Linked DNA regions of Mus musculus: regions 1 and 3 are each linked to region 2. The links are chromatin contacts, called in public promoter capture Hi-C maps. All regions are on one chromosome and are shown on one strand. Each heading gives the region's core, a stretch centred on a gene start, on an enhancer-like site or on the middle of the called end of the contact. The rest is flanking DNA. Distances are from core to core; before and after follow the strand shown. Region 1 holds the start of Nrd1 (nardilysin, N-arginine dibasic convertase, NRD convertase 1). Region 2 holds the start of Pars2 (prolyl-tRNA synthetase (mitochondrial)(putative)). Region 3 holds the start of Btf3l4 (basic transcription factor 3-like 4).

Region 1 (3,271 bases), core at 523-3,022, 2.3 Mb before region 2:
TACTGAAAATTTAACCTGGGAGGCCAAAACTAAGCAATGTTATTACCTTCAACTTGCTCACTTACAGGTTACAACTACATCTTTGGCAAGAAAAGTTATCCCTAGTTTATAAAGATATCTTGACCCTGACAAACTGACAAAAATTATACTGGGAAATTAAGCTAGTCTTGAAGCTGGGACTATGTCACTACTTTCTGGACCTGAGTGTCAGTTGTTTGTAAAACAGAAGTGGGGGGAAAGTGGAAAAGATGATCTCTAGAATTCTTTCCTTCTTTTAACACACTGCAGGCTTATAATAAGTTTGGAGCTGCAGGCTTCTAACCCAGCACATACTGCACTGGCTTTTGAGTCGGATGGGTAGTTTCATACAAGCTCCAATACTATTTAGCTGTCTAATTCTGAGTGTGTTTCAACGTCTTCAACCAGGAAAACTAAGCTGTAAGATAATAGAAACTATTTCAAATACAAGATATTTTATGAAACAAAGTAACTCTTAAGTTTATTCAGGTGGGGGATTGAGTCACCATTCATTCATTCATTACACATGATTGAAACATTGTATAAAATGGGATCTTACACGCCTACCATTCATACAACTGAGGCCCAAGATATCTCTAATACGTTTTGGAAGAAGTCATCTAGCTAAGCCATTCTAGTTGTGGCTAGCTACCCATGGTTACAAGCCACTCCATCTCAGGCTAGCTAAGAGAGGTAAACAGGAGTGATAATTACGAAAAGGGTGATGTAAAGTTCTTTTATTAAAACCACAGCATCCTTTTCGTAATTTTCACTCTGTTTTACCTCTCTTTACTCATACACCTTTGGATTGAGACTGAACAAAAATAACACACACACACACACACACACACACACACACACACACACATCTCAAATATCCTCTCCGCCAAAATTCAGAATCACTAACTGTCAAGCTTTCCTTACCAACCCTCCTCCCCTTTACCATCCATCCTGTCTTCCTCATGGAAACCTTAATTCTTGCTTTAATATAAGTCAAAAATAGCCGGGCAGTGGCGGCGGATACCTTTAATCCCAGCATTTGAGAGGCAGAGGCAAGCAGATCTCTGAGTTAAAGGCCAGCCTCGTCTACTCCAAATTGCCCTGGCCGCCTCACCCAAACACACATTTGGGATGGGAAGTAGTAACACCCTGTTGCTTCTCCGGGAGACATGGAGACCAGAAGTCACTACAGCACCAACCGAAGCCCGCACCCTGTTCTCCCCAGTCCGAGCCTCCTCCCTCACCGGTACTGCTTGGGATCGCTGGGAGACTTGATGATCTCAGGGTCCCCGACATTACTGAAAGACCGTCCCTCCTCCTCAGATTCATCCGCTCCTAGACGAGCAAGCCGGCCGCTCTCGCCCAAGTCCTGTCCATTGGGCTGCAGGTCCGGGCAACTGCAGGTGGACTTCGCCTTGTTTCTTCCAGGCATGGTCAGCGTAGGAAAGGGTTTCGATGATTCTTCGCACAGACCCCGTGCTTCGATTCGCCCCAGAGCCGTGAGCTCCCGCCCGGCCTCACACCGCAACTTCCTCCCGGTGACACAGACTGCAGCAACCGCGACTCTCCTCAGCATTCACCAGCAAGTCGTAGCGCTGGACATCCCGCTCCCCAGGCCCACCTCCTCCTCCTACACCTCCAGCCACTCCTCCTCCTCCGCGTCCCAGGGGCGACGGCGGCGGCCGGCGTTGTTGCTGCCCCAGCCGCTGGGGAGGACAGGCCTGAACCCCTCCTCCAACCCGGCCTCGCTCACACCGACTTTCTTCATCCCACCCTCCTGACAGCCGATGACGCTATGGACTCTAGCCAATCACAACGCACAACGGCCGTCACGTTTGCAGAAACAGCCAATGGGAGTAGGGGAAGCGAGAGACCAATAGAAATAGGCCGGGTTCCTGGCGCACCCAGAGAGCATTTCGAAACCTGACGTGGGCGGGGCGAAGGAAAAGAGGCGGAGGATGATGGGAGAAGTCTTGCTGCGATTGTGACGTGCGTCCGTAGCTGTTTTTAGGAAAACCGCGTAGCGCTCCGTGTCTGAGAAAATATTCCCCAGCGAGAAAACACAGAAGTGAGTCGCGATAGTGGATGCTGATCTTCTTCACCCACTTGCGGTGTATTTTTTGCACTCTATTCTTAGAGTGACTCAGCGGGTCTCTTTTTTAAAAGAGCAGAGCACCGGAAGTCTTTTCCCACCCTATCCCGAGATGGATGCAGTGCTTGTGGGTCACTAAGCACCGGAAATAACAATTGCATCTTTCCATCCTGTAGGCTGCCAAACCATTGGTGCTTTTCACGCTCCAGATCTGTTTCAATATGCTCACTCTTGTATGCGAATTGTTTATTTTTTTAAGCTTCCACACCCTGGAGTAGTCCTCAGCCTACCTTTAAGTTTGGCCAACTTTTACTGAAAAGCAAGAACATGTTAGGCTACTAACCTCAAGTAACTTTCCCAAGCTTTTTGTTTTTGTTTTTGCCAATGCTTTTGCAGCGACTGGAACAGACACAATATAAAATAAAAAGCAGTTGACCAGATAACAATAAAAAGCTGATAGACACCATTGAATGAGATCATACCACATGGAAGAGATAAACGAAATGAATATGAGTAAACAACAACAACAACAAAAAGACTTTAAGCCGATAGATACATTAGTGGTTGTCTTTCCTGCCTCTGAACCTTTGTGTGGCTGAAGATAAAGCCATACACAAAACAAATCGTTGCCGGTGTGGTAGTCCACACCTTGAATCTCAAGCACTCAGGGAGACAGAGGCAGGTGAATCTCTTTAAGTTCAGGGCCAGCCTGGTTTACAAAGCAGTTCCAAGCCAGCCATGTCTACCTACTAAGACCGTCTCAAAAACAACAAAAAATCCTTGGCTTGAAGTTTAGTTTCTTATGGGAAGAAACTGACCATAAATAATACATTAAAAAAAAAAAACAATAAATGCTAAGACTACAAAACAGGGTAGGAAGACAAAGTATTGAAGAGGATACATGAACTGGGGCAGAAGTATTTGAAAGCATTAAGATTCCGGGCAGTGGTAACGCATGCCTTTAATCCCAGCACTTGGGAGGCAGAAGCAGGTCGATTTCTGAGTTTGAGGCCAGCCTGGTCTACAGAGTGAGTTACAGGACAGCCAAGACTACACACAGAAACCCTGTCTCAAAAAATAAAAAATAAAAGCATTAAGATATCCTGGTTTCAGTACACTTTTAAAGGTTTATCAGTCTTCACGCAACTCCACTAGAGTCCT
Region 2 (3,362 bases), core at 144-2,643:
GGCAACAGCGAAGAGCAGGCTTTTTTTGGTTTTTGTTTGTTTGTTTTTTCTTCAATTCCTTGTCTCGATCCCTACTAAGTCAGTATTGCTAGGCGCTGAGGCATATTTGTAATCCCAGCACTTGGGAGCCAGAGGTAAGAGAATCAGCTAGGTTTGCACATCTGAGTTCCAGGACATCGGAGGAAATGAAAATCTGCCGCAACAAAAAAGTCAATATTGTTTTAACTGCTCCTCTCACCCACCACACATTCCTGGTCAGTTTGCATCTTCACTGTCCAAACTGTTGAATTTCTGACCTATATATTCTCCCATCTTTGGAGAACATAGTACACGCTATTTGAAACTTAGTGAGGCAGAATCTCTTCAGACAATGGTGCCCCTGCAGATCTGAGTATCACCCTGCAAAGCACCCTCTGGCCAAACCAGAAACCTGCCCTCATCTACTCTGCTCCACAGTACTGTCACAGTTTTTAGTCCTCTGGCCCAGCCTGCTCCACCTGACCAGCCTGCACCTCAGTTCAAGATACCATCATCCGTGACTGTTAAAACAGTCTCTACTGGCCTCCTTGCATTCCTTACACTTTCAACTTAACACAGGCATTGGTAATGACAGTTTCTTGCTGCCTTTCGAGTGTACCGCAGATCTCACCTGTAAGAGGCCTTTTCCCTGCCTTCGCCCTATTTCAGGTACACAGTACATGAACACACACACGATCCAGTCAGGAAAACTGCACACAGTGTGCTTGCAATGCCTAGTGCCCTAAAGGTTTGTGTATTATGATGCCCAATTCATAGGCTCTGAGATGGATCATAGGGTCATAGGCTCTGATTTGTGTCAGGTGACATCAAAAGGCCCATGGCCATTCTGGATTGCGGGAATTTGCCTCCAAATACCACCAACGTCAGCGCAGCATACAACAGCGATGAAACTTCCAACCCCTGCTCTATCTTGGCCTTTACGAGGAGTGAGCGTACTGCGGTCACTTCATTCCTCTTTAGAACCCTAAGGCGGCTGAGCCACCAGGTCATCCCCGGGACCGGTCCAAAATGGGCCCTTTTAGGAACTCTGTGCCTCTAAGTAAGGGCCACGCAAGGATAACTAGGGCGGAAGTGTTGCTCTCAAACAGCGGGGGTGGAGATGGGGAAAGGTGAACTGCAACCGAGCACACGACTATCCAATAGCCTGTGGCGACTGAGAGGATGCACGCGAGACAGCAGACACCAGATCGTGGGTGCGCGTGCCCAGAAACTGTCCCTAGATTCGCTGGGCCCTTCCTAGCCACCCTCCAAGTCCAGCGGCCACCGATGCTCACCAGCAGCAACTCAATACCTGAGTCGGGCGCTCTTCAGTCACGCAAAGCCAGTGCGCCTGCGCCGACATGGCCGGAGCCTCGCCCCCTGTGTTTCTCACCAATCGGAAAGCCGCACTCACGGGAGGGGGCGGGATGCTCCGGTCCCACGCTCTGGAGAGAGGCTGGAGAGGTTTTCCGGAAAGCAAACCAAAGAGCCTCGCTCTCCCGCCAAGATTCCGGAAGTGCCCTCTAGGAATTAGCAAGGTTCAACTCTATGATCAAACCTTACTTTAAAGGATTTGAGTCCTGTTTTTACCGCCCACTGCTAGGCCCGGTCTATGTGGAGAGCAGGTTCATTGACAATAGCTATGTTTCAAATCTACGCTATGATTGAACAAGCCACAATTTAAATGAGTTTAAAACTATGAAACACTTGCATAAGGTCACCTGTATTACAATAGCCAAGGAAGTCTTTTTAAAAAATTTTATGAAGCAGAGATGGGGTTTAATAAAGACATTTTAATATAGGCTGAAGCACTAGGCTTAAAAGCACCAGGGGAACTGGAGAGCACGGATGTGGCTTCTCAAAGGCGAGTGTCCCTGAGTCTTGAAGATGCGACTTGAAACATTCGTTGCTGTGCTGGTTAACAACCACTGCTGTGCTTCAGAGAACCAGTGTTCGGTTCTCAGCACCCACAATCACTGAAACGCCAGCTCCAGGGAACTCCAAAACCTTCTGACCACTGAGGATACCCACCTCCACTCCCACACAAACTCACACACACATACAATGAGGCTGGGTCTTTTCTTCATTTACAAGATGTATATGTACATGGTTTACATAAGTGTGTTATGTGGTATGTTTGTATGTGTGTAGGAACACATATACACGTGTGAACTAGTGTGTGAAGGCCCAAAGCTTTCATAGGTGTTTCTCATCCATCTCTACCTTATACACTGAGGCTCTGAACCCCCTCTTCATGTTTCATGGCACCCACTTTACCTGATGAGCTGTCTCCCCAGCCCTCACAAAATAGTTTATGAATAATTACATAGTACACGCTACTGCTGCAGCTGTGGGGAAGCAGAGAATGGGGAAAACAGCTCCCAACATTCATGTTAGAAGTGATGGCCTGTAAGCTGACACAGTCAAACTTCAGCCGACCAAGTGTCTTAGTCTGCTTTCAGTGGCTGTGAGAAAGATAACAACCAAAAGCAACTTGGGGAGGAAAGGGTTTGTTTTAGCTTATGAGTTACCGTCCATCCCTGGGGTGGGGGTGGGTAGCGAGGAGTCAAGTCTCAGGACAGGAACCTGGAGACAGGAATTGAAGCAAACACCACTGAGAAATACCGCTTACTGGCTTGTTCCTCATGGCTTGCTCAGCCGGCCTTCTTGTACAACCCTGGAGCACATGTGCAAGGGTGGCACCTCCCACAATGCACTGGGCCCTCCCATGTCGGTCATTAATCAAGAAGACTGGCCTGCAGTGGAGCCTCATGGGGACAGTTTCCTAACTGAGGTTCCTCTTCCCAGATGACCCTAGCTGTGTCAAGCTGACAAAAACAAACAAACAAACAAATAAATAAAAAGCAGACAGTAGGGAAGTGGGGCAGTAAAGACTCAGAAACCAAGACAAAACCGGATTTTGATAAAATTAATTTTTAAAAATTACCACAAAAAAATCCATAGAAAGAAAAAGTAAGTTGCCGGTCAGAGGGTGTTAAATGTTCTGAAGACAATTTAACTTAAAAAAACAAAACAAAACAAAAATGGGGTAGGGAGCTGAATGGTGCATAGGGTGCCCACGGAAAGCCACCATGAGTGTGGCATTTTAGCAAAGACCTGAAGAAGGAGACCGTGTAGCTGTCTGAGGGAGAATGTTGCAGGCTTGAAACAGAGTGGAGAGGGCCCTGAGGAGGAGCTGCCTTCCAGTTAGCCTATTCAACAACAACCACACTTTCTAAACTGCCTTAAGAGTGCTGTACCCCTTGGCAAGACCAGACAACTGTGACAGTGACACAAACTGCTCTCAGCTCCCCCGGAGCTTCCCGAACAGCCTGTGATCTGCA
Region 3 (3,453 bases), core at 165-2,664, 2.2 Mb before region 2:
AAGAATTAAGAGCGCCCTCAAGTACAACTTCCTTCTCTTAAACCCTCTCCCGGACCTGGTACTCCTGACCCCGAGAAATCCACAAAAGCAGTTGGGGAAGATAAAAAGGAATCTAAAGTGGCCTAAGATACAGTGAGAAAATAAAGTGTTAAGAAGGCCCGGGGTCCGTAAAGATTACGGTAAGAATGAGGTCTGACCCTTTCCAAGCCCAGTGCGTCCGTCTGAAGAAGTGATGAGGAGCAGGAAACTGAAGCTCAGCAAACAGGTGGCCCCGAAACGAAGCGACATCTCCACGGTGGTAGTTGCACAGAGCCACCGGATTGAGGGAACAGGATTTCCAGCAGAAGCTCCGCTCTGCCCCCTTATCGCCGTTCAGCCCAACCCCTCGGATTCCCAGATTTTTTTTTTTTTTTTTTTTTCCTAGCCAAACACTGAAGGAAGTGATGTTAGACGGATGTGGGCGGTGCCTCGAGGGTCCGCTTTGGAATGGAGTAAGTTTAAAGGTGCAGATCACGTAGAAGGATGTGGGAGTACATCTCGAGTTTGCTTTCCCTAAGTCCTTGATATCCAGGCTTAAAGAAACAGCCGGATGAGGTGGCCCGAATTGGTGAGGGCTGGGGAAAGGTTCAGGAAAACCGTTGTTAATTACGTCTGACCTCTAGCCTAGCCCCTCCCTCCAATGGACCACTACACTAAATATTCAAAATGCAAATTATTATCTTTGAGATCAGCCTATCACAACAGAGGGCTTGGAATTTCCCGCCCCCTCGCACAAGTTAAAAATACTGGACAACAGCATTTCATTGTTAGATTTCTGTTTGGGATTCCAAAGAGACTCGGTAAGCCCGTTTCGCTGTGCACGCGTCTGTGTCTTGCAGGCAAGCACTTTGGAGAAGCGCTGGACCCTTCCCCCCACCCCCACTCGCATTCGCAGGACTTCCACTCAGGCATGATGCAACCAACTGACATAAGGTCCAAGAAAACCATGCTTGGGGCCTTTTATTGCACAACTGAAGAGGTAGTCCGAGGGAACTGGGACATAAGTCATCTCAAGCACGTAAAGTGTAAAGCTTCTTTCCGTTAAGTCTGTTGCTTTTTGTATTGGGTCGAGTTACTACCTAACAAGTCAACTGCCGACTTTCCCTCCTGATGAGAGTCCATTAGAGCTCAATGCTTAGTGAAGGACATCCAAGGTGTACAACCCGAACTAGACCCCACACCACCCTTCTGTTAAATCCAAGACAAAAGGTAAGCGCAGACACAATGGGACGCCAAGGGGACCGCCGCCTCCTCCAGGAAGCAGCCCGGCCGCCAATCAGAATAGTGAGGTGCGCGAGGCATGCTGGGCTTTGTAGTCGGGAGGCAGGCGCGCAGTTGCCGTACCCACCCCCACCCCGCCTCCCTCCCGCGGTCGAGGCGGGGCCGTGCGTCACGTGGGCCTCTCCCGCCGCCGCCGCCGCTGCCGCCGCGGTCTTTCTCTGTCTCAGCTGAGGCAGCCATCTTGCTCTTGCCGCGTGCTGGTGTTGGAGGACCCTCCCCGCTGCAGGTGAGACCCCCGGCGGGCCCGCCACCCCACGGCCTCCGGCCGCTGCGCACGGTCTCCCCCCGCCCTCCCCTCTCGACACCCGCCGTCCGCTCCGGCTGCCACTTCCGCCGTGGCGCGGCGAGTGGGGGCGGAGGCGGCCGGCCGGGCCTGTCGGTTACGGGCGGCGCAGCTGGGGGTCGGCACCTGAGGGAAGGTCCCCAGCACCACCGCCCGCTGTGGAGGAGCCGGGCCCGGGCTCTGGCCGCTCAGGTCCAGACCCAGGAGGGTAGAACCCTCCTCGTCCATCACTCATTATTCACAACAACAGTGTCAGACGCTTTGAGCAGCAGATCTGTTGTCATCTCTTTTGCTCCTCCCAAACTGAGGTTAGCACCCGGCCACCAAGCTCTTGGGGCCGAACTAGGTTGCAGCGCTCTTCACTTTGTAATAGAAGTGCTTGTTTACAAGTCTCTCTTAATTTTGAGACAGTTACCTATCCTTATAACCTCTTCACACTGCCTGATGATTGATCGCCAGGCACAGTGTTACACAGCTGGTGAATGGCGGTTTCAACTTCCGTTCCCACGTTCTTTCATTATACCTAATTAGTGGCCCTCTGGAAGAATGGTAACAATAGTTACCAACTACTGAGTGTCTTACCTGAACTTGATAATCTATGCTTTAGCCTTCAACTCAGTAAAGTATGCGATGGTATACTTTTTTTAATGCGGGAGAAACAAACACAAGTACAAAGAACCTAAATACCTTTCCAAAGCCCTAAGTGGTAAAACCTCACATAAAAAGTCAGGGCTGAAAATTCAAATTATTTTTATCTTTGTAAACATGATTAAAGTACTTGGATGCTTATAATTTGGGCATCCAATAAATATTGATTCATCTCTGTATACTCTTTTTGGAAGTCCTTGAGAAAAGTGCAGAAAGGATTCGTGGATATTCACTCAGTGATCATGTGGCCCTTGAAAGTCATTTCTCCCTTTGGGACACAGAGAGGAACTTTCCAGGCCTTCCAGGCAGCTAACAATTTTGTTTATAATTTATGCCCTGCTGCACTAACAGGTATCTGAGATGACCTCACACTTGAAACAAGAATGACAGGTACATTAAAGATATTAAGTAGGGATTAAACCAGGTGACCTTTTAGGTCTCAGGCTGAGTCTAAATGTCTTTTTCTATTAGAATCCTACACAGCCCAACTTGCTGTTGGACAAAAGGCCATATTTCTCCTTCCCCTGCTGCTTTAAGCTTCTAGATGCCCTAAAATTATGTCTTTTCCATAAAATACTCCTTAGGAATAAGATTTCTTAATTATACTGACCACCTGAAATGGAATTATTCTTTCATTTACACCATAAGAAAGAGTTAATTTGGGCTTTGCTTTTGCTTCAAATAAGTCTGGACTTTTTGTCTTATCTTTCCAACTGCCAACTCTTTTCTTTAGGAATGTTACCTAAAATGCAAATAGTCACAAAGGGCTAGTCCTGTGCTTAGTTTTAATATTCTCTCCTGACCTCCTTTTTGCAAGAAATTCCTTAAGTGCTGTGTTATTTCACTATAAGTTCATGGCTGTAGCTCTTTTGTGGATGTTTGAATGCAAGGTTGAGGTTTCTATCAGCACATTTCAGTCTGCTGCACAGCTAAGATTGGCACACACCTAAAAGACTGTTTGGATTCTACACACAACTCCCATGCAAAAGCTTTTACCTGCTTGACCATTGTGATACAATGTTGAACAAAGTGAGAAGCCATAGGTTCTAATTTTTATTTGTGAAATGGATTCAGCCTTACAGCTGCGATATATACAGGTCAGTTCTTTAAGTTCAGCTTCAGTACAGAATGGTTAGTAATTTACACGATCTTTTGAGTCTTCTTTTTTTCTTCTTTCAAATGTAAAGAACAGGATCCTTATC

What was found. Promoter capture Hi-C pulls out the DNA fragments that hold promoters and counts their contacts.
Region 1: a contact with region 2 is called in a promoter capture Hi-C map of pre-B cells, with 3 times the contacts expected there. The contact joins the promoter of Nrd1 here to the promoter of Pars2 in region 2. A contact is called at or near these places in 2 of 39 promoter capture datasets (liver and pre-B cells).
Region 3: a contact with region 2 is called in a promoter capture Hi-C map of pre-B cells, with 2.5 times the contacts expected there. The contact joins the promoter of Btf3l4 here to the promoter of Pars2 in region 2. A contact is called at or near these places in 2 of 39 promoter capture datasets (liver and pre-B cells).

The regions. Positions count from the first base shown.
Region 1 is chr4:108,999,156-109,002,426 of GRCm38.p6, reverse strand. It overlaps Nrd1 (nardilysin, N-arginine dibasic convertase, NRD convertase 1), which reads right to left and starts at 1,772. Exons shown (of 31, transcript NM_146150.3): 1 at 1,263-1,772. The coding sequence starts at 1,594.
Region 2 is chr4:106,649,100-106,652,461 of GRCm38.p6, reverse strand. Pars2 (prolyl-tRNA synthetase (mitochondrial)(putative)) reads right to left here and starts at 1,393. Exons shown (of 2, transcript NM_172272.2): 1 at 1,331-1,393.
Region 3 is chr4:108,831,601-108,835,053 of GRCm38.p6, reverse strand. Btf3l4 (basic transcription factor 3-like 4) reads left to right here and starts at 1,414. Exons shown (of 6, transcript NM_027453.3): 1 at 1,414-1,546. It overlaps Txndc12 (thioredoxin domain containing 12 (endoplasmic reticulum)), which reads right to left and starts at 376. Exons shown (of 7, transcript NM_025334.3): 1 at 198-376. The coding sequence starts at 288.